6 separate regions of the Mus musculus genome follow, and all the other regions are linked to region 5. Evidence: chromatin contacts called from public ChIA-PET and HiChIP or PLAC-seq data. All regions are on one chromosome and are shown on one strand. The core of a region is the stretch at or near the end of the contact, and the rest is flanking DNA. Distances in the headings are between cores, read along the strand shown. Region 1 overlaps Igf2bp1 (insulin-like growth factor 2 mRNA binding protein 1). Region 2 overlaps Fam117a (family with sequence similarity 117, member A). Region 3 holds the start of Ttll6 (tubulin tyrosine ligase-like family, member 6). Region 4 holds the start of Slc35b1 (solute carrier family 35, member B1). Region 5 holds the start of Zfp652os (zinc finger protein 652, opposite strand). Region 6 holds the start of Igf2bp1 (insulin-like growth factor 2 mRNA binding protein 1).

Region 1 (3,698 bases), core at 547-3,046, 270 kb after region 5:
TGAGGAATGCAGGTTCAAGGCTAAGGTCCAGAGTGACCCAGAGAGTCTGCTCACCACCCAAATCAATACCTTAATCTCTGAGCTTAAGACATTTAGATTGACTTGATGGGTTAGTCAATTGTCATTTAGATCTCTGTGTGTCTTTGATCCCGTACAAACCTTTAGTTCAAAGACGAGATCCAGGGCGGAGATCCAGGGCGTTGGAGAGATGGCTCAGCGGTTTAGAGTACTGGGAGCTCTTCTAGAGGAGCAGGATTTAATTGCCACCAGGCCCAGGATGAGTTACAACCTTCTATAATGAGGGGGATCAGATGCCCTCTTCTGGCCCCTACAGGCACTGCATGCACAAGGCACACAGGCATACAGGAAGGCAAAATACCGGTGTAGTGTACCCAAGGTGAGAGAATGCTGAGTCACGTATGCTCAGTGGGCTACCAGAAGAGCTGGCATCAAGCTGTGGGGTGGGGCAAGCAAAAAGGAATGCAAGGCCCTAACAGTGGGTGTGTTGGCCTTAGTTGTCCTAGGCAGTCCCTACCAAAGCAGGGTCTAGTGTAAAATAGAAGGGTCTCTGTGATCCACTGAGTCTGAAATTCTGAGAGCGACAACTCCTTGTTGACAAGCTACAGCAGGGAAAATCTGGGAATGACATAGCTAAAAGAGTGGAGCAGTGGTGTCCCCGGCTCCTTTAGCTATGTCACCCCTGACCCAAACCCAACCTCTTCCTCCTCAAACTCAGCACTCAAGAGGCAGGGGCAGGCAGATCTCTGAGTTCGAGGCCAGCCTGGTTTACACAATGAGTCCCAGGATAGCAAAGGTTATACAGAGAAATCCTATCTTGAAAAAGAAATAATAAAAAGCTAAAGGAAAGGTGGATCTGTTTGAAGGAAAACCTTGGTGGTTTGTGAACTTGACCTAACAAAGTTAGAGTAGATACAGTGAGGATTGGAAACAGTCAGCTGAGTCTGGAGGCTTGAGCCATGATTCCAGGCTAAAGCAGGACTGATGCACGCACAGGCCAGTCTATAGAACAGTAGGCCAGTCGGAAGGTGGCGTTGCAGTGATAGAAGAGGAGGGGAAGACAGACAGACATAACTCCACGAGTACAGCATTTGTCTAGCAGACACAAAGTCCTGCGCTCAAGTCCCAGGACTGCACGGATAGATAAGCCTGTCGACCCTCTGTAATCCCAGCACCCACAGTACTGGCAGGAGAACCACAAAGTCAACACCCGGTCCAGCGGCGTGAGGCGTGCTCTGTGTCAGACACACACGGGAAGCCAACAAGCCCATTGCTGAGTCCTTAGACCCCATTCCACCAGGTACCAGATCCAAGGACTGGCCAAAAGGCAGCTTTGGATCTCCCTGGTAAGGGTTTCTCACAAAACACCTTTGCTAACCAAATAGATACACCGAGTATGTTCAGATGGGTGAAGAATCTGGGAGAAAATGAACAGTGCCCAGCCCCGGACACCTCCCCCCAGGAAGTCCTTCTGGATAGAGGGGAGATGAAGGCAGCCTGCCTAGGAAGAAACAAGGCATACAGCAACCCCAGAACAGGAGCCTAGTTTGAAAGAACCCATTAGTGCAATCCCAGGTCAAAGGCCAAGACTTGCCTGTCCAAACTCTGATTTGGGGCCTTCTATTCAGTATGGCAGGAGCAGGGTGGTAGCAGTGAAATCTAATCTCTGCAAGGATGTTTGTTAATCCATATCCAGAAAGCAATGGCAGGCAGATTGGCTGGAATGTCTGGAATGTTCCAGGAGCGGGAGGGGGAGGAGGGCAGGTCTACCCAACCAATGAAAGAAAGACATCCCAGCAGCCCTCCCTCACCCTCTAGGGCATACACACCCCATCCTGGGAACCCACTCTAGGCTCCTCCCAGACTTCCTTCTCAGCAAAGCCCCCAGCCCTGATTAAAACCCAAGGGGATAGCCTGGAAGAGGACCTTTGTCTTCTAAGCCTGGCTTTCCACTGAGCCTGGTGCTACCTAATTCCTTTCAGGCCCAAACCGCACAGGGCACTGCTGGGACCTGTAACCTAAATTCCCTTGCTTACATTACAACCCCTTTGGATAACTTACTCATCCCACCTATGAGAGGCCCAGAGTTGGCTGCGTTAGGCTGGTGTGCTGAGGGCTTACAGTGGCTCTAAATCTGTGGCTTACAACTCTTTGGGGATCCACAGACCCTACTTACTTACCTACCCTTTCACAGGGGTCGCCTAGGAGCTGATATCAGGACAGAACATTACGGTTCATAACTGTAGCAAAACTAGCTACGAAGTAGCAACAAAAATAATGTTGTGGTTGGAGGTCAGCACAACCTTAGGACCTGTATTAAAGGTCCCAGCGTGAGGAAGGTTGAGCTGGCTTAGAGCTCCTGATGAGTGGGAGCACAACTCACACTTCCCAGGGGTTTCTCCTGGTGGGAGCTAAGTCCAGCAAGCCCCTGACAGTATTCTAAAGGAGACCTGGAGGTAGAGTGGAAGGGGCGGTGACAGTCATTGCTGAATCTAAATAAATGTGTTCACAATGACAGAGAAAGAAAGTCTTCCACTCCTCCATCTCTGCTACATTGACCCTGCTCCAATAAACCCGGGTCTACCAAGGCCAGGCTGAGTAGTGGTTATGTCCTATAGGTAAAAGGGCACCACACCTAAGCACTCTTAGTGCCGGGAGGGCCAAGCCCAGCTCCAGCAAGGAGAGAGAACCAGCTGCCCTGACCCTCTAGCAGCTATAGCGCCGCCAGCAGTGGCCATTAAAGGCAATGGTTAGAACAGCCAAAATGGTTCCTAAGTGCAAACAGCTTTCCCCTGTTCTCTGCTCGCTCTGACCCTCAGAGATCCAGCCTGGAGGGCAGCTCAACAGACTCCTGCTAACCAGGAAATTCACCTGGGGATGTGAGGACACCTGGGGATGTGAGGACAGGGAGGCCAAGCAGGGGAAATATGCCAGGAGAGATTTAAAGAGGCAGAGAGACAAAAGAACAACGCCATACACCCATCACACCGCCATACACCCATCACACCGCCATACACCCATCACATCGTATACACACATGGGGGTGCTTGGGATTAGGAGTATCTCTCCCGGGTCCATTTTATAGAACTGTGTTCATTTTATAGAAATGTGCTACCGGCGGCTTTGTTTGACAGCCCAGGGCCGAGATTAAAATACGCCATGAGTATCCTGTCTGCATTTCATAATCACTGAACGCCAAAGCCAGGAGTAGAACCAAAACTCCATCTACTTTTTTGTTTTGGGTTTCGTTTGCTTTTTGAGACCTGTTTTTTCTGCATAGCCCTAGCTGCCCTATGTAGACCAGGCTTGCCTCGGCCTGGGTGTGCTGGGTGGTGCTGGGATTAAAAGCACGACTCACTATACCCAGCCTGAAGCAGATCTAGTTTTCCAGATGTATAGTTTTACATTTTGTTGAAAGGCCATTTTTCTAGCATACTAGAAACACCAATTAAGATAATATTATCTTCTGTTTTGGTTTTGAAATGAACTTCTATACACTGGAATTACAGGCAAAGATGAGCTACAATGTTCGGTTCTACAGGGTCCTAGGTATCGAGGTCAGGGCTTTGGGATTCTAGCTATACTCCCAGTGCAGTCCGACCCCCATTTTTTTTTCCTGTGAGTTATACTCTGTAGCCCAGACTAGCCTCCAACTCAGAACAATCATCCTGATACTCTAC
Region 2 (3,219 bases), core at 60-2,559, 360 kb before region 5:
AAGACAATCCCTGTGAGGCTGTTTGCAGGAACTTCCCCTCCGTCCTGCGAATCAGTTCTTGGGGGAAAATGTTGTATTTTGTTCTCCAGGTGGACACCCCAAGTGGACAAGGCAGGGTAGGAGCCCCCAGGGTCCCTCAGGGTCCCTCCACACTGCCCTGGCTTTGCCTGCATCTCATCCCTGTGTGAAGCTCATTGGTTACTGAACAAAAGGAAACAGACGCGTGCCTATGAGCATGGAGAGAAACCAGGATCCTTGTAGCGCTGTGCTGCTTCGCGGTGAGCATGCATAGCTTTTGGCTTTGTGTTCCCTCAGCTGGATGTTCTTATTTCCTATAGCATATTTGTCATGAGGGCTATTTTCTCTTTAAAAGAGGGGATGGGAGAAGGCTTCAAAGTCTGATGGCATGAGAAAGTGACTCATGCCTTGTTTGTTGAACCAGCTAGTTGTTGAGTTTTTTGCTGGGTGTAAAATTATGTCTCCATTTTGGAGATGTACTAGGAAGGCTAGGCACATGCTGTCGGTGGGATTAAGAGCATCTTCCCATCCCAGGTTCCTCCCTCCTACCTGGCCTGCAAGACAGCGAAACGATGAACTTGTCCCTCCAGGTGCCCAACCCGAAGGCTTGGGTCTGAGCTGATTGCTCTCTCCCCTGGCCAAGCTGAGAAGAACCAGAGATGTCTCACGCCCTACATTATCTATAGTCTTCATCCTGAGGACTCTCACCTCTCCTTCGAGTTCCTATGCCAGGGTTAGGCTTGAGTTGATTTCAAAGGAGAGGTCTTAGGGGGAGGCAGAGACGAACTGGTGGCCCTTCTGAAAGCACCTTTGCTGGGGGTGGGTGTGGGTATCCCCTGCCAGTGTGCCTGGTGTCAGATAGCTGGCATTGATGGAGCAGTGGCATCAGCTCTCCCCTCTACTCCCCTGCCAGTAGCTTCTTGTCTTACTCCTCTCCCATCAGCAGAGACTATCAGCGCGTTGATGCTCAGTGGGCACTCATACCTACTTACCAAAGGCGTTATCTGCCGTGTGTGCAGTTGGCTCCGTTGACACCACCTGACTGCTGGGCCTCTCCTCTCTTAGCCCCTCTCCCTGGAGCCATAACAAGTGTAGCAGTTGGGAGACAGGGCCAAGTGGCTCTGGAAGATAGCACCTAAGGCTTCTTATCTAGTAGGTGCTGTTTTGTTTTGTTTTCTCCATTTGCTGTTGCCCAAGAACCAAAGCATCCGCCACTGCTCAGCTGTGTGGTGAAATGGTCTGGCCTGGTGCCAGGGTGCCTCGCCAGGTGGCTGAGCTGTGGAGGCTGCTGCATGCGATGGGCCGATAATACCCCATGGTGCTGTAAACAGGACACCCCACCCTCCTGCAGACACCCAGCCCATGCCCCAGTGCTGGCTGCTTTGTCATTGCCTGTCATGATACTGGCTTGTCTTCTCTGATACAGGAGCCGATTGTTCTGTTTCTCTCCCAGGTTCCCAAATCTGAGAGGGGCGCTTTCCAGAAATAAAACCAGTTCATCTTTCAGCCACAAGCAACCGTTTTGACTTCTCAACACTTCCTATCCTTTAGCTGTAATCACACGAGTGCAGGACAGCGCCCATTCCCCACATCTTTCCGGTATGCCCATAAGCACCCACTTCCCCCTCACTTGTGGGTCTGCTAGGGGATGCTTGTGAGCCGCGGAGCTTAAGCCCTTGCTCATCAACAGCTGCCAATGCCCAAGTCTCTAAGAAGCTTTATTGACTTTTGTTTGTTTGAGACAAGGGATCACCCTGTAGCCAAGGCTGGCCTGGAACTCCTGTTCCTAATGCCTCTGCCTTCCATGTGCTGGGACTACAGGCACGTATCCCTTGCCTACTCCTTTCCGCACACTTCTCTCAGACAGACAGTATCCAGGAGAGCAGTAGGCTGTCCCTAGTAAAGGACAGTGAATATACAGTAAATTCAAGTACCTTGCCAGGCCTGGTGGACAGGCCTGTAATCACAACTACTGAGGAGGCTAGGGCAGAAGAAATGGAAAGGCAAGGCTTCCCTAGACTAAAGATTGAATTCAAGAATACCCTGGGCAAGGTAGGGAGACCCTGTCCCAAAATAAAAAGTAAAGAGAGGGCTGGGGCCATAGCTCAGGAGTAGAGTGCTTGCCTGGTGTGTGTGAGGCCCTAGGTTCAATCCCCAGGCCTGTGATACACCTGTAGAACCTTCTTGCAACAGACTTCTCAGTAGTCGTCTCTTTCTCCACCTCCTTCCCTGTATCTTCCTCGGGAATAAAAGCATATTTGCATTTCTTTTCTCTTCAGAATCCCTAGGAGGCAAGGTGGACCAGATTGGGCCCTGCTGGCAGAGGGAAGGCAGATCCGTGAAGATGGTAGTGTTGGCTGCAGTCACACTGCAGTGAGGATAGGACTGTCAGACCTATGCTGTTTGGATAGCCCCTCCTAGGTATCAGCACTGTGCCTGCTAGTCTGCAGCCTCTTTAAGGATGGCACAGGATAGCATCGCTATCTGGTTTTGGCTTTGGTTTGTCCTTAGGGGAAATTGATGCCTTGGGTTAGCAGCTCCCACTCAGTTTTGGTGCCTAAAACAACAGGTGCTTGCCAAACCATTTTGGGGGATGCAGTAGGTTAGTTTGTTTTTGTTTTTGTTTTTTCCCTAGTCGAAAACCTAATCTTTTTAGAAGTGCCCTCTCCTTTATTTTCTAGGCAGGAGAGAAACATGGCATTTTAGTCTCCTCAGAGGGGTTGGGACATGCCAAGAATTTGGGGATTTGGGAGGGGCCATGGAGCCTTGCTAAGGGCTCTGAGACAGGAGGTAATTCTACCTTGTGGCTAGCTAGGAGCTGAGCCAGCACTGGGATGTGGCCGCTGTGGAGATAAGGCTGGAGCCCAGCTGTGACCTCATCTGCAGGGGTGGGGAAGCAGGTGGGACCTGCAGGTGGGCTGAGCAAGGTCTTTGCAGGTCTGTCTGCCAGCAAGGGAGGCAGCGCAGCCCTTCCTCATTCCATTCTCTCCTTCCCTCCGTTTCTAGCTTTTTTTCCTTTAATTTTTTTTTCCTTTTTTCCCATTTCTGTTATGTTTATGTATATATGGAGGAACAGGTCACACAGCTTTTGTGATCAGTTTTGATCCGAGGCAGCTGAGTAGAATGAGGTATCAAGGGGAATAGTGGTTGGGTCTCTTACCGATTCCAGGATTTTGCGTATTTCCTGGAACCTGTCTGTCA
Region 3 (3,526 bases), core at 297-2,796, 420 kb after region 5:
ATAATAGGGGAACCAACCCCCACAGGTTTGTTGTCCGCTAACACACACACACACACACACACACACACACAGACAGAGAGAACAAAAATATACCTAGGGACATGCAAACGCGCCTTTATGATATATTATGTGGGCAGAAAGAAGGTGCCAAGATGGTTAAAATGATGTCAGAATAATTACAATTAGAATTTAAGAATTCACAGCCAAGGCAAAGATGCTTTGGTAGAGTAGGTGAGCCACAGGTGATGTCTGCCCTCCCAGCTTTAAGGCCTCCTTTATTTAACATGATTTCAGCAATAAACTGAAAGATAAAGATATTCATTTTTAAAAGCTTTGATCCAAAGGATGTGTATGAGCAGGGCAGGCAAGTAGATGGCAAAAGGCCTGTGGACACTAAAGGAGAGAGAGAGGCTGGCATGTGGGCACTAAAGGAGAGAGGCCTGTGGGCACTAAAGGAGAGAGAGGCTGGAGTGTGGGCATTAAAGGCGTGGAGGTTGGTGGGGAGGAGAAGGGAGGAGGTGGGAGCCTTGTGAAATGGGCCTTATGGCCATATGAGCCTTGGTGTGAGGGCTGTGATCTGAACGGGGCCAGGAAAATCTGGGTTAGGCAGAGGCAGAGGCAGAGGCTGAGGCAGAGGCAGAGGCAGAGGCAGAGGCAGAGGCAGAGGCAGAGAGGCAGAGGCAGATGGGGCAGAGGCAGAGGCAGAGAGGCAGAGAGGCAGAGGCAGAGGCAGAGGCAGAGGCAGAGAGGCAGAGGCAGAGAGGAAGAGGCAGAGGCAGAGAGGCAGAGGCAGAGGCAGAGACTGTACTCCTAAAGAACTGTGAAGGCAGAACGCTGTGTGTGTGTGTGTGTGTGTGTGTGTGTGTGTGTGTGTGGTGTGACAGAGAGAGAGAGAGAGAGAAAGAGAGAGAGAGAGAGAGAGAGAGAGAGAATGAGAGAGAGAGAGAGAGAGAGATCTCAGCAGTTAAGAGTACTAGTTTTCCAGAAGCTCTTAGTTCCATTCTCAGTATTGTTGGGAACGGACATCTGTTGATTCACAGCCGCCTGTGCATCTTATTCGTGCCTGCATCTTGCCTTGTGGGAAGTCGAATGCAGCACTGTAAGGGTTAACAGAACTCAGCCCACCTCCACTGCCCCCTCGGGACTCAGTCCCTCAGATAGAAAGGCTTGAAGCTGAGTTCTGAGGCTGTCTCCAGGCGCACTCTGACTTTAATAATAAGATTGTTTACCAGGTGGTACAGCGCATAGCAGCAGCTCGGCCTCTTTCAGAAAACCCCAGATGGCCAAAACCAAAGCTAGGGTTGGCTAGGTGAGTCCCCAAGGTCAGAGTCTTTGCCAAAGGTGGAACTAGCTCTCTCCCTGAGCGTGCACCAAGCGCGCATTTGGAGCGGGGAGCATTTTTTATAAACTACAACCAGTTGTTTGGGAACGGACATGAGCAAGGGAGGAGCGCCCCCTTCAGGTGGACCCACACAACTGCTGATCGCTCTGCCTTCTCTCCAGGGAGGACTGATGTTTCCCCAGAGCCTCCTCCAGGGCTAGGAAGATGCTACAGTGCCTGACTTCGGAAAGTGAGGAAGGGGCTGAAGAGAGGGAGGAGAGTTCCACAGAAGATCTGGAGGAGCTAAAAGAATTTGTCACCCTGGCTTTTGTGAGAGAGAACACACAAAAGAGGCTCCAGAACGCACAGCAGCATGGTAAGAAAAAGAGGAAGAAAAAAAGGTTAGTATTGAAAAACGAGGAGTTTCGGGGCGTGTGTGTGTGTGTGTGTGTGTGTGTGTGTGTGTGTGTGTGTGGTGTCGGTGTTGATAAGAGCAGGAAGGGCCCAAGGGAAGAAGGTCTTGGCTGATGAGAGGAAAAGGGGACACAGGGCTTGTCTCCTCTGGCTCACACCAATTTCAGTGTTCTGTTTTATGGCATCCCATAATAGTGTGCATAACCTCGAATCACACCTTGTACTTTTCCTTCTATTTGTGTTTGCAATGCCTTTTAAAGACTGGGTGGAGAGGGAGCTCCTTGCTGAAGGAGCAAGGAAAAAATTTCCCTTCCTAAGCGCAAGCTCCCGTGTGTCCTGGGAATTTCACATACTTGCAGTGTAACAGGACCACAGTGACTTGCCAGCCCCGGCGGCTGGCAGCTGCAGCTTGCGCATTCCGTTTCTGGGTTAATACTCTGCTTTGCCTTGTAAGAGAGTATTGTCTATCTTCTAAATGGCTTCCCTTAGTGGAAAGGGGGAGACAATATTTTAGTAAAAAATATGTGCCTTTTAAAATTTCTCAAACAAGCAAACAAACCCCAAAATAAATAAATAAAATAAAATTTCTGTCCCCAATGGGCTGATGGTGTAAAAGTACAGGGACCACTGGGAGTGTAGCCTAGTGTCTAGTGCCTCACTTTCAGGCAGGAGGCCCTGGGTTCAAGTCCCATCACTGACAAAATTAAAAAGGGGGTTGAGGCAATGGTGTTAACACAAAATCGCAAGCAAAGGCAATTGTAACACATGGAGTAACGGAACTGTGAGGTGCATGGCTTGGTGTGGCCACTGGGACACATGTGTCTGGCCCCAGCCCTGTGTTCTGGCCTGGGTATCTGTCTGTGTCTTGCTGTCTGCCCTTTTCTCTTTTCCAGATGATTGGTGATCAATCTATCTAACTGCCGGTATGACAGCGGTAAGTATCTCTGTTCAAGGGGTCTGTGATGGAGACTGAAGGGTGGGGAAGGGGCCAGTCCTGGGCATGCCCGAGGGTGATAAACAGGGTCTCAGAATGCTTGGAAGTCTCCTGAAAATCACAGGGGCATTGTGCACAGCCCATAGTCTTGCGTATTTACGTACATGTTTGTTGACAGGGCTTCACTGTGTAGCTCAGGCTAGCTCAAGACTCAACTATGTCAAATGCTGCCCACCCCCAGACCCCCACCTGCCTCTGTACTAGTTTATCTCACTGATTAAGCCTGGTTATGGTTAAGGATTAGTTTGCATCCAGGGTTTAATGTTTGGAGACAAGCTAGAGGACTCTTTCCTGGGAAAGGGAAGCCAGGGTGAGTCTAACACTCACCCCATGTAGCCTCAGATGTACCCTTCAATAACACTATTCCCCACACTCTTTGCTCCATCTACAAAGACATTCCAGTCCCAAGGAGCCAGCTCTCTAATTTCAATATGTGAGAAAGGGACCTCCCAGCACAGAGCTCTTTCCTGCTTCTGTCCCTTGCCAGACTTTTTTTTTTCTTCAACTCCTTCACAGTGCGCAGGGCCGCCCAGCAATATGGCCTTCGAGAGGCGGGTGACAATGATGACTGGACTCTCTATTGGACCGACTACTCAGTGTCACTGGAGCGAGTGATGGAAATGAAGAGCTACCAGGTACGTCCCTCCCTGGACCTGTGGCATCTGGCCAGTGGCAGCCCCGTTTGTCTCGCTGGCTCCCCTAGCCCTGCTTTGAATCTCAGCCGGAATCGCTTATGAATTCCGTCTCCCTTTGCAGAAAATCAATCATTTTCCTGGGATGAGTGAGATCTGCCGCAA
Region 4 (3,523 bases), core at 588-3,087, 330 kb before region 5:
CCAGGTGGTGGCGGCGGCAACCGCACACATCTTTAATTCCAGCACTTAGGAGGCAGAGGCAGGTGGAGCTCTTGAGTTCAAGGCCAGCCTGTCTACAGAGAGTTCCAGGACAGCCAGTGAAATCCTGTCTTGGAAAAAAATAAAAAACACATGGGGAAACTCAACCCAGGTCAAGTGAATTGTTTGAGGTCCCAGTTGGAAAATAAAAGGCAGAAGTGGAATCCAGACTCACTGTTTGGTTCCCTGGAAGTGTCTGTCTGCTGATTCACTAGAATAAACCAAAGGCCAAGAAAGTAAACGTATAGTGACTCCCAGAAGGAGACACCAGGAAAGGGACAGACCCTATTTTCTCTTAGTCCTCCTAGCCTTGAAAGATGTCTGGCTTGTCCCCAAAGCCTTAGTGAGTCAGGTCCCCAGTGATGGGTGTGGTGCTGCCTGCCTTTCCTTCCTTTGCCTGAGGACGTGCCAAAGGAGCAAGCCTGCTTAGAGGAAAGCAACCCAAGACCCACAACTGCTTGACAATTGGGACTGTTATTAGGTAGGGGACTTGGTGACCTGGTGTTAAGTCTTGCTTTTGCAATTCTAGCAAAGCAGGTGAAGACCCAACTGTTAAATCAGGGAGAAGTCCATGGATGAGACCAAAAATAGGAAGAGGTGTGGTGTGGTGTGGTGTGGTGTGGTGTGTGTGTGTGTGTGTGTGTGTTGCTTCATTGGAGAGTTGGAAGGTCTTGAAGAAAATTTACTTAAGAAGTTGGAAGGGAGCCAGGCAGTGGTGGCGCACTCCTTTAATCCCAGCACTTGGGAGGCTGAGGCAGGCAGATTTCTGAGTTCGAGGTCAGCCAGGTCTACAGAGTGAGTTCCAGGACAGCCAGGGCTACACAGAGAAACCTGTCTCGAAAAACCAAAAAAAAAAAAAAAAAAAAAAAAACACTCGGAAGGGAGGTAAAGAGAAAAGGATTGTAAATTCAACATTATTCTACATAGCAGATTCGAGGACAGCCTGCGCTACATGTGATTATGTCTTTTGTTGTTTTTTAAAAGGCATTTCAATAAATTGAATTTTTCACCTCGAAGAGGTGAGGAAATACGATTAGAGTTGAGAAAATATGATGACTAATACTCCAAACTTGCACAGCACACTTAACAGTTTATAAAACACTTTGGTAAACCTTAGCTCATTTAATCCTCACACCGTTCAATGAGTGACAGGGTGGTTATTACTAATTACCCCTCGTTTGCAGAGCGAGAAAACTGTAGCTCGGAATTTAAGCAACACGTGATGTGCTGCCTCTAAGTGATAAGAGCCCTGACCTATCACAGAGCCTGCCCGGTGGCTCCCTGCCCAAAGAAGAGGACCTGGACTTCTTAGCCAGGTCTTGAACACAGGGTAGACAGGGTTGGAGTCGCTAACGTTGGGCAGCGGCTAGAGGGCGCTACGGCTCTATGAAGCGTTCTTGGCGTTAGGACCCAGCCGAGGCCTGACAGCCAACTGCAAAAAAAAAAAAAAGCCTTTAATTCTCTTCTGGCCTCACCGCCTCTTTCTCCGCCCATCTGTCTATTTTCGCTCTGCGGAGCCAATTGATAACATCCACATACTTATACGTCATCACTATACGCCGCGTAATCGCCTAGGCCTCCCCACCGAGCTCCAGCTTGTAGATGTCCTCGGCGTTGCCTGATCGGAAAAACCTAAAAGAGGAGACAATAACCTCGATATGGCTGGCTTTCCTGGCCACCAGGAATGGAGCCAAGATCTTAAAGCCTTCCTTCTTTCCTAGAACGCTCCTGCCGGGGCAGGAGGCATTTCCCTCTCGGAAGCTCTGAGCTGGCATATCTGGAGGTAGCTGCTCCGGCCTACGAGCCGGCGGTCGCACGCAGCTCCTATGAGGTCCCTGCCGCCGGCCGGCGATGTCCGCCTGGAGCTTTCGCCTTCGCCGCCGGTACCGCTACCTGCTCTGAACGGATCTTCGGCCGACTCGTCCGTGCGTCTCATGGCCGCTAGTAGATCCCTGGTGCCTGATCGGCTGCGCCTGCCGCTCTGCTTCTTGGGTGTCTTTGTCTGCTATTTCTACTATGGGATCCTGCAGGAGAAGATGTGAGCAGACCCTTGAGGGGGCAGGACTCCTAGCATCCCCCAGCCAGGGCCGGAATTCAGTCTCCACCATCCATTTTACGGTCTAGTCTTCAGGCTTCCTGTGTCTGGTACAGGGTTTTCTCTTCTCCGGCTCGGCCCTCTGACCTTTTTTTGCACCCTGCTATTATACATTGCTAGCTGAGCATCCTTGTAATTCTAAAATTTCAGGGCCGGCCTCTGGAGTTTTAGAACGCGATTTTTTTTTTCCCTTTAGATATTTTTACTTTTGTTGATTCCAAGAGTGCTCCGTGACCTGAGCCAGGTCTTATTTTATTTTATTTTTAGAAAGCCCCGAGGTGTTTGCAGACCGTTAATCTTCTTGCTCTGGGTCTTGCCTTTTTTTTTTTTTTTTCTCCTACGGGGGATACTTTTGTTCAGCTGTCTTGACTTTTTTTTTTTCTCCTACCTGTGTCCTTTACGGATATTTTTTCCTTAGGCTATGGTAGCAGTAGGTTGGCGTCTACTGTTTAGACTTAGTTTTTAGGCTTAAATCAAATCGTCTCCTTTGGGTAAATGAGCTCAGTAATCCTTCCTAACTCTAACTACACCCACAAAAGCATGATACTTCCAAAGCTCTCAGTGGATCTGAACATACTTGATGCCACCGAGTAGCACACACTAATTGCTTTTTTATGTGTTTCGTCTTAGCACAAGAGGGAAGTATGGAGAAGGACCCAAACAGGAGACATTCACCTTTGCCTTAACTTTGGTTTTCATCCAGTGTGTGATCAATGCTATGTTTGCCAAGATCTGTGAGTACCTCATAGTAATTTGTTGGGCTCACTCTCCTTCCTCCCATATTCTGGGCATAGACGTGGATTCATCTTTAAAAATCAAAGTTTTCCCTACCTCCACACCCTTGAGTATTTAAACAGCTTCTCTACAGACTGTAAAACCAATGGCTGTGAAATGAGATTAAAATATTAGGCCTCTAAATTATACCAACTTTTTAGTTGGAGACGACTGGGCCGTCTATATTCCAAATCCCCATTGAAAGCCCTTAGAACATTTTCCCCTTTATCCCTTTGACTTCGCTTTGTGTGTCAGCTTCAAACATGTCTTTGTTCCTGTCAGTAGAGTTAAGCCATCCTTTCTTGAACTCAGTGAATCTCTCCCTCCACTCAGCATGTGGTTGTGTTAGGCTTAAGGGGAACTGGGACGATGAATAATTTTCAGAGATTTCCCAGCTTAAGAGGATAGAAATAGCGGTCTTACTTGACAGGCAAGTTCCTTTCCTATGGCCTCAACTTTTTGCTTAGTGGTCCATCCTTGCCCCACCGGGTTTCTCTTGTATGTTTTGTTTGTTTTTGTTTTATTTTTTGTCTTCTCCCAGTGATCCAGTTTTTTGACACTGCCAGGGTGGATCGCACTCGGACCTGGCTCTATGCT
Region 5 (3,722 bases), core at 753-3,252:
GCATACATGCATAAACATACATAATAATAAAAAGGTTATATATATATGTTTTTCGAGACAGGGTTTCTCTGTATAGCCCTGGAACTCACTCTGTAGACCAGGCTGGCCTCGAACTCAGAAATCTACCTGCCTCTGCCTCCCAAGTGCTAGGATTAAAGGCGTGCGCCACCACTGCCTGGCAATAATTAAAAAAAAAAAAAAAGCCCACCAAGCACTGTTGAAATGGAAAGCTGAATTAATAGAAGACTGTGATTACTAGAGGCCATCAGGTGTGTTGGCCTATGGATGGAGCATTAGAACACTTGAAAGGTCACCTCAAGATTTGGCCATCACCCTGTATGACCTGTCCAAGCATGGGGTGGAGGAATAGATCAGATGTCCAATAAGACATTCTGAGTCCATCAGACCCAAGCTCATTCTCACATTGAATTTGATTATTATACATGCTTATTTTCTCTTCTTCTGCTTGAAGATCTCTCTACCTGTTGCAATGTGATATAGATTTTAGTCTTTACTGAAAGTGCTCGCTATTGAAAAACATGGCCCTAAGTTCCACAACTCTGGTTCCTGGCTTCTGGAGTCTAAGTACAATAAAACCCAAACACCTGTTTTTGGAAGGGGCCAAAGACAGAGTCAGCTCTTTATAAAGCTTCAAGCTCCTAACTTTGTCCCAGACTCAGGTCATTTTATTCCCTCGAAGGTTTGGGTGAGTGGGTTATGGCCGGCTGTTCTGGGAGAAAAAGTTAGCTGCATCTATATGGAAATTGTTTCTATGATGTGGGGGTCAGCTTTTGTGGAAGAACATTAATATCCTATGTTCTTAATGTTAGAAGAAGAGGGCTGGAGAGATGGCTCAGAAGTTAAAAGCTCTTCTTACTCTTACAGCGGACCTGGGTTCAATTCCTAGCCGCCCCCCCCCCCCCCGTCCTACAAGCCACTCATAACCCCAGTTCCAGGGGAATCCATCAAATGTCACAGGTGCACATGCACACATCCAGGTAAAACATTCATACACACAATGTAAAAGAAAGAAAGAAAGAAAGAAAGAAAGAAAGAAAAAATGTAGTAGAGCCCAACAATAAAAACCAACAATGTTAGGAGCTCCATTCAAGCTGTAGAGACCTTCAGAAGTTTGGTTTCTGGTGGGGAAGGGTTATCCTGATCTTAGGGATGTCATCTTGGGTCTTTTTCATGGAGACTTCACTTGCCAAGTCATTTCCTCTCCCTGTACACTAAGCACTTTCAATTACAGACACTCTCTTTTGGCTCTGAGCTTGGATAAATGCTACCTTGTTAGCTAATAGTACCATTAATTATATTAATGATTAATAGCTAATTAGTCATAATGTGGTCATGCTTCTTCCAATGGAGCCTTCCTTTCTTGCAACAGTTCTGGGACTCTAGCGCACGCGCGCACACACACAGACCACACAGACACACGCACGCACGCACACACTTCCCTATTTCTGGCCACAGGATGAGCCCAGCAGTCCATCCTGTTTGCTTACCATACTGGCGGTCTCTAAATCCCCCTAGTTGTAATCAACTATCCCATTTGTCTGGTGGATGGCTACTTCTTACAAGTGTCGCCCCTTCTATTTCTGTCACTCACTGACTGCTCTCTACTAACAAGGTGGCCAGCAATTAGGGTTTTTTTCTTTTTGAACCGTATTCCATAAGTCAAAGATATCTACTTCCAAATCTCACTCTGACCCACTTTTCCACTTTCTCCCCCCTTTGCACTTTTACGTTTTCTTATTTCTTAGGATCTCAAACCCCCTGCCCACAGATACTTCGTCTTCTGCCTTCAGGCTTCCTTTTGAAAACCACGCCCCCACCCCCTTAAGCGTCGCGCATGCGCAGCCCACGACTTTACCTGGGCGCTCGGGAGTGGGCGGAGTGGGCAAGGGCCGGGGGTGGAGCAGGCAGCCGGCGGTTATCTGCTCGGCTGAGCGCTCACATTGTGGCAGGAGGGAGAAAAGGTGCGCCCAGGCCGAGCCGAGGGCCGCGCATGCGCGCCGACCCCCATAGCCGGGGATGGGGTGTGTAGGGGGGGGAGGTGTCGGGATCCCGACCGCGCGGGGGGGAGGGGGGGGCGCGTGCAGGGGCGTGCGCGCGCGCGCGCTCCCGCCGGCCTCCCTGCCCCCTTCGCGCACGACATCCCTACAGCACACCCCCTCCCCCGCCGCCCGCCCCGCGCGCCGCCCGCTCCGCGGCCCCGCTCGGCCTCGCGCGCTCGGAAGGGAGTCGCGAGACGTCGGAGCGGCGGCCACGTAGCGCTGCGGCGGCGGCGGCGGCGGCGGCCGAGGCCGGGTCTGAGGATCGGCCCAGAGCGCAGACGTTGGGCAGGGGGAGGGGCCGGCACGGCGGGCGGTGGGGACTGGAGCGACGCGGCGCGGCGCGGCGACAGGCCCCCGCCGCGGGGATGGGCCGCCGAAGCGGCGGTGGTGGCGGTGGCGGCGGCGGCGGCGGCCCGGGTGAGTAGGAGCCCCTTCCCCGCGCTCTCGCCTCCCGCCGCGGCGGCGCCCTGGCAGCCGCGTTTCCTCTGCGCCCGGCCGGGCTGGCGGAGCCGGAGGAGCCTGCGCCGAGGCAGCTGCGTGCGCTAGGCCGGAGCAGCCCCCATCCGGCGGGCAGGCCCCGGGCGCTGCGCGTCTGCCGCTCTCAGCTTGGCCCGGGGTGCCGGCTCCGTACCCCCGCCCCCTCTCCCCAGCTTAGCTGCAGTTTTGCAGCGAGTGGGTTCGCCTCGAGGCCTGACGGGGTGGCCGGGGTGCACGGGTTAGTAGGCTGAGGAGAGCATTCTCTTGCCCTGCAGCTGGTGGCTTGCACCCACTACCTCCCCCGCCGTGCGGTTGCGCCCAAACCTCCAGCCCTCGAGAGTATTGTGGCACCAGGAGATAACACGCATGTGATGTACACTCGCCACCCGCAGCACCACACTCAGCCCAGTGGGCGATGCAGACCTTTCTCCACCCTCACTTCGTCCACCCCTCCAATCAGGCTTTACTAAAGAGTCCCAGGTCGGAGACACCAAAGAGAGGGATACCCCTGTTACATCTCTATGAAACATGTTCGTTGTCGAGGGATGACTATTGTAGAAATGATAGATGTCTCTGCTTTGCCTCGAAGTCAGTCTTTAGGATTTAAGATCCTGTATGCTCCTCTTTGAAGCGGGCCGGTCTTTGATTACATCTAGCTCATCCCTCCCCCAACAACAACATCAGGAACACGCGCGAGCACACACACACACACACACACACACACACACACATATATGCACACGCACACTCGCACACTTCCTGATTGCGGAACGGCCCCTGTCATTGCGGATCCATTGTCAGAAGTGGCTTGTGCCAATCAAAGGAATGTGCCTTTGGAGGAAGATGTTTTTTTCACAACCAAGCTACAGGATGTCAATCAGTCTTTGGTTCCCCTCCTGGATCTTACCCATGTTTAAGCACCTTCATGGTGTTTCCCTTAATGGCTTTTCCAGCGCGCTCTCAGTATCACCTGAACGACGTTCTCCCCCGACCTCTCCCACCTCCAGTTAATTAGATATCTACTGCACACAGTAATTTCATCGGTTTTGTTGTTGTTGTTGCTGTTGTTGCTGCTGCTGTTGCGGCGATGTTTAACATAACAAGGCATAGCCTGCATAAGTAGTGTAGTCTTTTGGGATGAAGGTCTATGTACTTTTTTTCCAAACGATGGTCGGGGCCCTGTTG
Region 6 (3,763 bases), core at 1,226-3,725, 290 kb after region 5:
ACACACACACACACACCCATTCATCCTCCGAGTTCTAGACCCTCCAAAGAGCCCCAGCTCACAGCCTCAGCACAAAGCTCACCCCAGATGGTCCCTTGTAACAATGGACTGAAGGAGTGGGGGTGGGGGGGTTGGAAAGGGATAGCACGGCCAAAGCACATTCATTGAAAATCCAGTTGATGAGGTACTATAAGATGCGAGGGACTGGGGATGAGGGTCTGTGTAGGGGGGCAACAAAATCCATGCCTATAACAGAAATTATTAGGCCAGCATAAGGAGATCTGAATGGGGTACGTTGCTCATTAATCACCCCCAGTAGAAAAAGAACACTCTCAAATCTACTAACAAATTGTGTTATAAAAAAGATGAGAAACATAGGAAAAAGGAGGCCTGATAGAAAGTTATAAAAAAAAAAAAATCACCACCACCATTAGTTTGAATTCTCCATATTTAAACTCCCATACAGAAAATGGTCCCAGTCCCACACTATGAACTAACTCCACAGAGTTCCTGCTCTATTGATTTTTTTTCTCTTTAATTTTTCAAGTAATGTCTTTTAGCCCACCCCAATCCCAAGTTGTTGGATTTCTTCTAAAGCTATAAAACAACCACTACACGATCCTAGCCAATCTCTCCCAGCCCCCAACATCCGGAGTTGGGGGTGGGGGTGGAAAGGCCAGTAATGGGTTTGTTCCACTGGAGACGCTATGGACCCCTAAATATTACTGTTTCCCAAAAGGAACTCTTTTCCTACCTTTGTTTTTTGGGGACTGAGTGTTCAATCTCTAGACGTTTTCCTTGCAGTTCTACTTTCCCTGAAGATTTAAAAAAAGAAAAAAAAAAGAGATGAATGAGTGTAAAGAAATGGGGGAGGGATGGGGTGGAAGGGTGAGTAAGGGACATTAGCTAAATTCTAGAGTTCCTGGGGCCTCCTAGAAATCCAGGCACCAGCTGCAGAGGCCTGTGGGGGGAAAGGTTGCTCCGGGTTTGGTAGAACCCGTAATTTCGTTGGGTTTTTTTTTTTCTTCAATTTTTTTCGTTTTATTTCCATTAATCACGTGGGCTGATTGAGCAGCCTGCTCAGATTTGGGAAAGGTGTGAGCGTTTGTGTGAGCGCGCTTGCTTCGGCGGCTCCAGAAGTAGAAGGAAGGAGACAGGCGAAAGCAGGATCGTTTCGCGAAGTGGGGCGGGAGTAGAGAATTAAAACTTTATTTTCCAGCAGAGCCACGGTGAAGGGCTTAGGCGACCAGGCCGGGTCGGGGCCACAGGGCTAGCGGAGGGCCCCCGGGGCGGCGCGGCCCGGGGCGGAGGGTCCCTCGCGGTAGCCGCGCGCCTCTCGGCCCAGCCTCGGCGTCTCGGGAAGCAGCATGGCGACCCGCCGCCGCCACCGCCACCGCCGCCGCGCCACCCGGCTCACGCCCCACTTTCAAATCAAAATGGCTCAAGCCCCAGGCCTTGGGCGGGAGGCGGGAGCCCCTTCCTCCCACGTCCTGCCTCAGGGCTTAGTCCCTAGTTAAAGCGGGAAGAGCTGAGGTGCGCGAACCCCCATCCTGGAAAGGCCCGGGACGGAGGGCAGGGGCTTTGGGGGTGCTCTAGCGCATGGGGGGCTGACTAGGGGCGGGGGGGAATCGGGGAAACCACGCCTATACCCGAACCCCAGTGTTCGTGAGACACCCCCACCCCCACCCCCACCAGTTGCCAACCGGGGCTCCCGCCCCGTCGGTGGGGAGGGGTGTAGGGAGCCGCCACGAGCGCCTCGGGCTGGGGGAAGGGGTGAGGAAATCCCGAATATCTCCGCGCCGGGAGAAGGCGTCGAGGGAGGCCGGGCGAGGCTGGGGACCGAAGACGGAGGCCGAGCCCTCCCGGACCCGGGAAGAGTTGGCCGGCAAGGAAAAGAGGAGCTGCAGGTCCCCGTTGTTCCGGGATTTCGTGTGTGTGTGTGTGTGTGTGTGTGTGTGTGTGTTTTCCGGGGAGGTGGCCGCGCTCTTACCCGAGAAAGTTTCGATGGCCTTCATCGCCCAGTGCTCGTCGGGGCAATCCACGAAGGCGTAGCCGGATTTGACCAAGAACTGGCCGCTGTAGGAGATCTTGTGCTCCGCGAATACTTTCTCCAAGTCTGCGGGGGTCACACTCTCGTTGAGGTTGCCGATGTAAAGCTTGTTCATGGTGGCGGTGGCGGGGCAAGGACACGGTTCCAGGCAAGGCCGAGCCGGGCGGGCGCGGGCGGAGAGCCTCCTAGGCCGAGAGGCGTGGAGACGGGCGGCGGGAGCCGCAAACTTTCTACGCACCCCACCCCTGAAGTTGTCCGGAGCTCCGGGCGGGTGGGCGGCCTGAGGGCACGCGGGGGTCACGGGAGAGTTTGGGTGAGCCCGGGAGAAGTGCCCGCCGAGTGCAGGGGAGGCTGACGACGACGCGGCGCGGCTCCTTCCCTTCGGTCCGAAACCCCTGCGAGCGGGCTGGTGTGTCACGTTTCTCCGCGGCCGCCCTGGCGCCGCCTCTAAATAAAATCGACTTGAAAAAAAAAAAAAAATGGAGCAGGAAAAAAAAAAAAGGCGAAGCCACGTGGTGACAGCCCCCACCCACCCTGCAGGGAAAGACCCCCGACGCCACCGGGCCCCTTGGCCCTCCAACCCGGACCAACCCAACAGTCTCCAATCTTGGGGGCGGCACTCAGCGCACCCCACGGGTAAACCAGGAAAGTGGAAGCAGAGTTCCCCCCCCAGCTCTCCTATCCCCCTCCCCCTTTGCAAGAACCTGGCCCCTAAAGCGGCGCCCCGCCCCCACAGCGACCTGCACGGGGGGGGGGGGTGGCGGGGGGAGGGCGGTGGCGACCCAAATCCCCCCAGTTCTTAGGAATAAAATGTACGGTAATTTTTTTATTCGTTTTGTGGAGACTGGGCTGCCCACCCCACCCCGGCAAACTGCTAGCGACTGACAGGCGGGGGACTGCCGAGACAGACAAAGAGAAGCTGAGGACTCTGGGGTCTTCAGGAGGGGGTCGCAGGAACCGGTTATTTAAAAGGAAAGACGCCTTTCCTCTACGTTTCTAAGTAGGGGGTCACTGTCTTTCCCGCTACACCGCTAGACTTCGCTGGCCTCCCGGGTCCTGATTCAGGGGACCCTGAGAGCGCGGGATCGGGAAGCTGCGGACACGGGACACGAGAGACAGCGCCTGAAAACGAGGGACCCGCAGGAAATCATGTTTCGGGATCCCCACTGGAGAAAAGCTGGCTTGCACCCAGTCCAGCTGCTGGATGACAACACTCCAGCATCCTTGGGGGAAAGCCTGCACGACCCGGCTCGAGAGCATCCTCGAAGATCAACTGGGTGGGGGAAAAACGACGAGGGGTGGTCGCACCACCGATCGACCCCGAACCGGAGGGGTTGGCTTCAGAAGGGAGGGACCGGGTTGAGCTCCGAGGTCCCCCTCGCCCTCCCCACGCAAGGAGCGGACAGGTGGCGTCGCCCGCCTGCGTCCGCTCTACCCGCGATGCACTGAGCGATGGTCCATGCGCAGGCTGTGGGTCTCAGAACTTAGTTTTGGGGTGCTGGATTTTGGAAGGCCGCCGGGGGAGGGGGTGCAGAGGCCCCGCCCACGTCCCCAGGTCAGCCCGGGGCGGGGAGGGGGTAATTTCCGCTCCGCGCTTGAGGAAGCGAGCAGCGGGGGAGGGGGCTGCGGCCCTCCCCCCTCCCCGTGGGGAGGGGGAAGTGGATCCGCCCAGGTCCCTTCCCTCCGCTAGGACCGACGCGTTCCGGATCCTCA

What was found. ChIA-PET counts read pairs in DNA pulled down with a chosen protein or histone mark. HiChIP or PLAC-seq counts read pairs in DNA pulled down with a chosen protein or histone mark.
Region 1: a contact with region 5 is called in an H3K27ac HiChIP or PLAC-seq map of extraembryonic endoderm stem cells. The contact joins the enhancer-like site here to the promoter of Zfp652os in region 5. A contact is called at or near these places in 4 of 39 promoter capture datasets (3T3-L1-derived adipocytes, the HPC-7 cell line and pre-B cells), 1 of 484 Hi-C or Micro-C datasets (embryonic stem cells) and 6 of 115 datasets of contacts at active chromatin or transcription factors (astrocytes, embryonic stem cells, extraembryonic endoderm stem cells and 3 more).
Region 2: a contact with region 5 is called in an RNA polymerase II ChIA-PET map of memory CD8 T cells, with 23 read pairs. The contact joins the enhancer-like site here to the promoter of Zfp652os in region 5. A contact is called at or near these places in 7 of 39 promoter capture datasets (3T3-L1-derived adipocytes, cranial neural crest, embryonic stem cells and 3 more) and 1 of 115 datasets of contacts at active chromatin or transcription factors (memory CD8 T cells).
Region 3: a contact with region 5 is called in a FOXA1 HiChIP or PLAC-seq map of pancreatic cancer cells. The contact joins the promoter of Ttll6 here to the promoter of Zfp652os in region 5. A contact is called at or near these places in 6 of 39 promoter capture datasets (the 3T3-L1 cell line, 3T3-L1-derived adipocytes, cranial neural crest and 3 more) and 2 of 115 datasets of contacts at active chromatin or transcription factors (extraembryonic endoderm stem cells and pancreatic cancer cells).
Region 4: an RNA polymerase II ChIA-PET map of effector CD8 T cells shows a contact between it and region 5, with 16 read pairs. The contact joins the promoter of Slc35b1 here to the promoter of Zfp652os in region 5. A contact is called at or near these places in 2 of 39 promoter capture datasets (hippocampal neurons and maxillary cranial neural crest), 1 of 15 datasets of contacts at CTCF or cohesin (the NIH/3T3 cell line), 1 of 484 Hi-C or Micro-C datasets (embryonic stem cells), 5 of 115 datasets of contacts at active chromatin or transcription factors (astrocytes, effector CD8 T cells, embryonic stem cells and 1 more) and 2 of 9 other capture datasets (adipose tissue and embryonic stem cells).
Region 6: a contact with region 5 is called in an H3K27ac HiChIP or PLAC-seq map of extraembryonic endoderm stem cells. The contact joins the promoter of Igf2bp1 here to the promoter of Zfp652os in region 5. A contact is called at or near these places in 2 of 39 promoter capture datasets (3T3-L1-derived adipocytes and fetal liver), 1 of 15 datasets of contacts at CTCF or cohesin (the NIH/3T3 cell line), 3 of 484 Hi-C or Micro-C datasets (the G1E-ER4 cell line and embryonic stem cells) and 10 of 115 datasets of contacts at active chromatin or transcription factors (astrocytes, embryonic stem cells, extraembryonic endoderm stem cells and 4 more).

The regions. Positions count from the first base shown.
Region 1 is chr11:95,980,890-95,984,587 of GRCm38.p6, forward strand. All of the region lies in intron 2 of Igf2bp1 (insulin-like growth factor 2 mRNA binding protein 1), which reads right to left. Among named protein-coding and RNA genes, the nearest start is that of Mir3063, 19 kb to the left of the region's middle. Within about 2 kb of position 1,797, at least 105 of the 459 cell types and tissues checked have an H3K27ac peak or open chromatin away from gene starts, as enhancers often do. A contact at or near this core is called in embryonic stem cells, extraembryonic endoderm stem cells and pancreatic cancer cells, where this site is marked.
Region 2 is chr11:95,355,577-95,358,795 of GRCm38.p6, forward strand. All of the region lies in intron 1 of Fam117a (family with sequence similarity 117, member A), which reads left to right. Among named protein-coding and RNA genes, the nearest start is that of Fam117a, 20 kb to the left of the region's middle. Within about 2 kb of position 1,310, at least 145 of the 459 cell types and tissues checked have an H3K27ac peak or open chromatin away from gene starts, as enhancers often do. A contact at or near this core is called in hippocampal neurons, liver and memory CD8 T cells, where this site is marked.
Region 3 is chr11:96,132,240-96,135,765 of GRCm38.p6, forward strand. It overlaps Ttll6 (tubulin tyrosine ligase-like family, member 6), which reads left to right and starts at 1,547. Exons shown (of 15, transcript NM_172799.4): 1 at 1,547-1,722; 2 at 2,632-2,669; 3 at 3,246-3,364; 4 at 3,486-3,526. The coding sequence starts at 1,547.
Region 4 is chr11:95,383,019-95,386,541 of GRCm38.p6, forward strand. Slc35b1 (solute carrier family 35, member B1) reads left to right here and starts at 1,838. Exons shown (of 9, transcript NM_016752.3): 1 at 1,838-2,095; 2 at 2,783-2,886; 3 at 3,468-3,523. The coding sequence starts at 1,992.
Region 5 is chr11:95,710,752-95,714,473 of GRCm38.p6, forward strand. It overlaps Zfp652os (zinc finger protein 652, opposite strand), which reads right to left and starts at 2,003. Exons shown (of 2, transcript NR_045780.1): 1 at 1,877-2,003.
Region 6 is chr11:96,003,469-96,007,231 of GRCm38.p6, forward strand. Igf2bp1 (insulin-like growth factor 2 mRNA binding protein 1) reads right to left here and starts at 2,476. Exons shown (of 15, transcript NM_009951.4): 1 at 1,991-2,476; 2 at 755-815. The coding sequence starts at 2,165.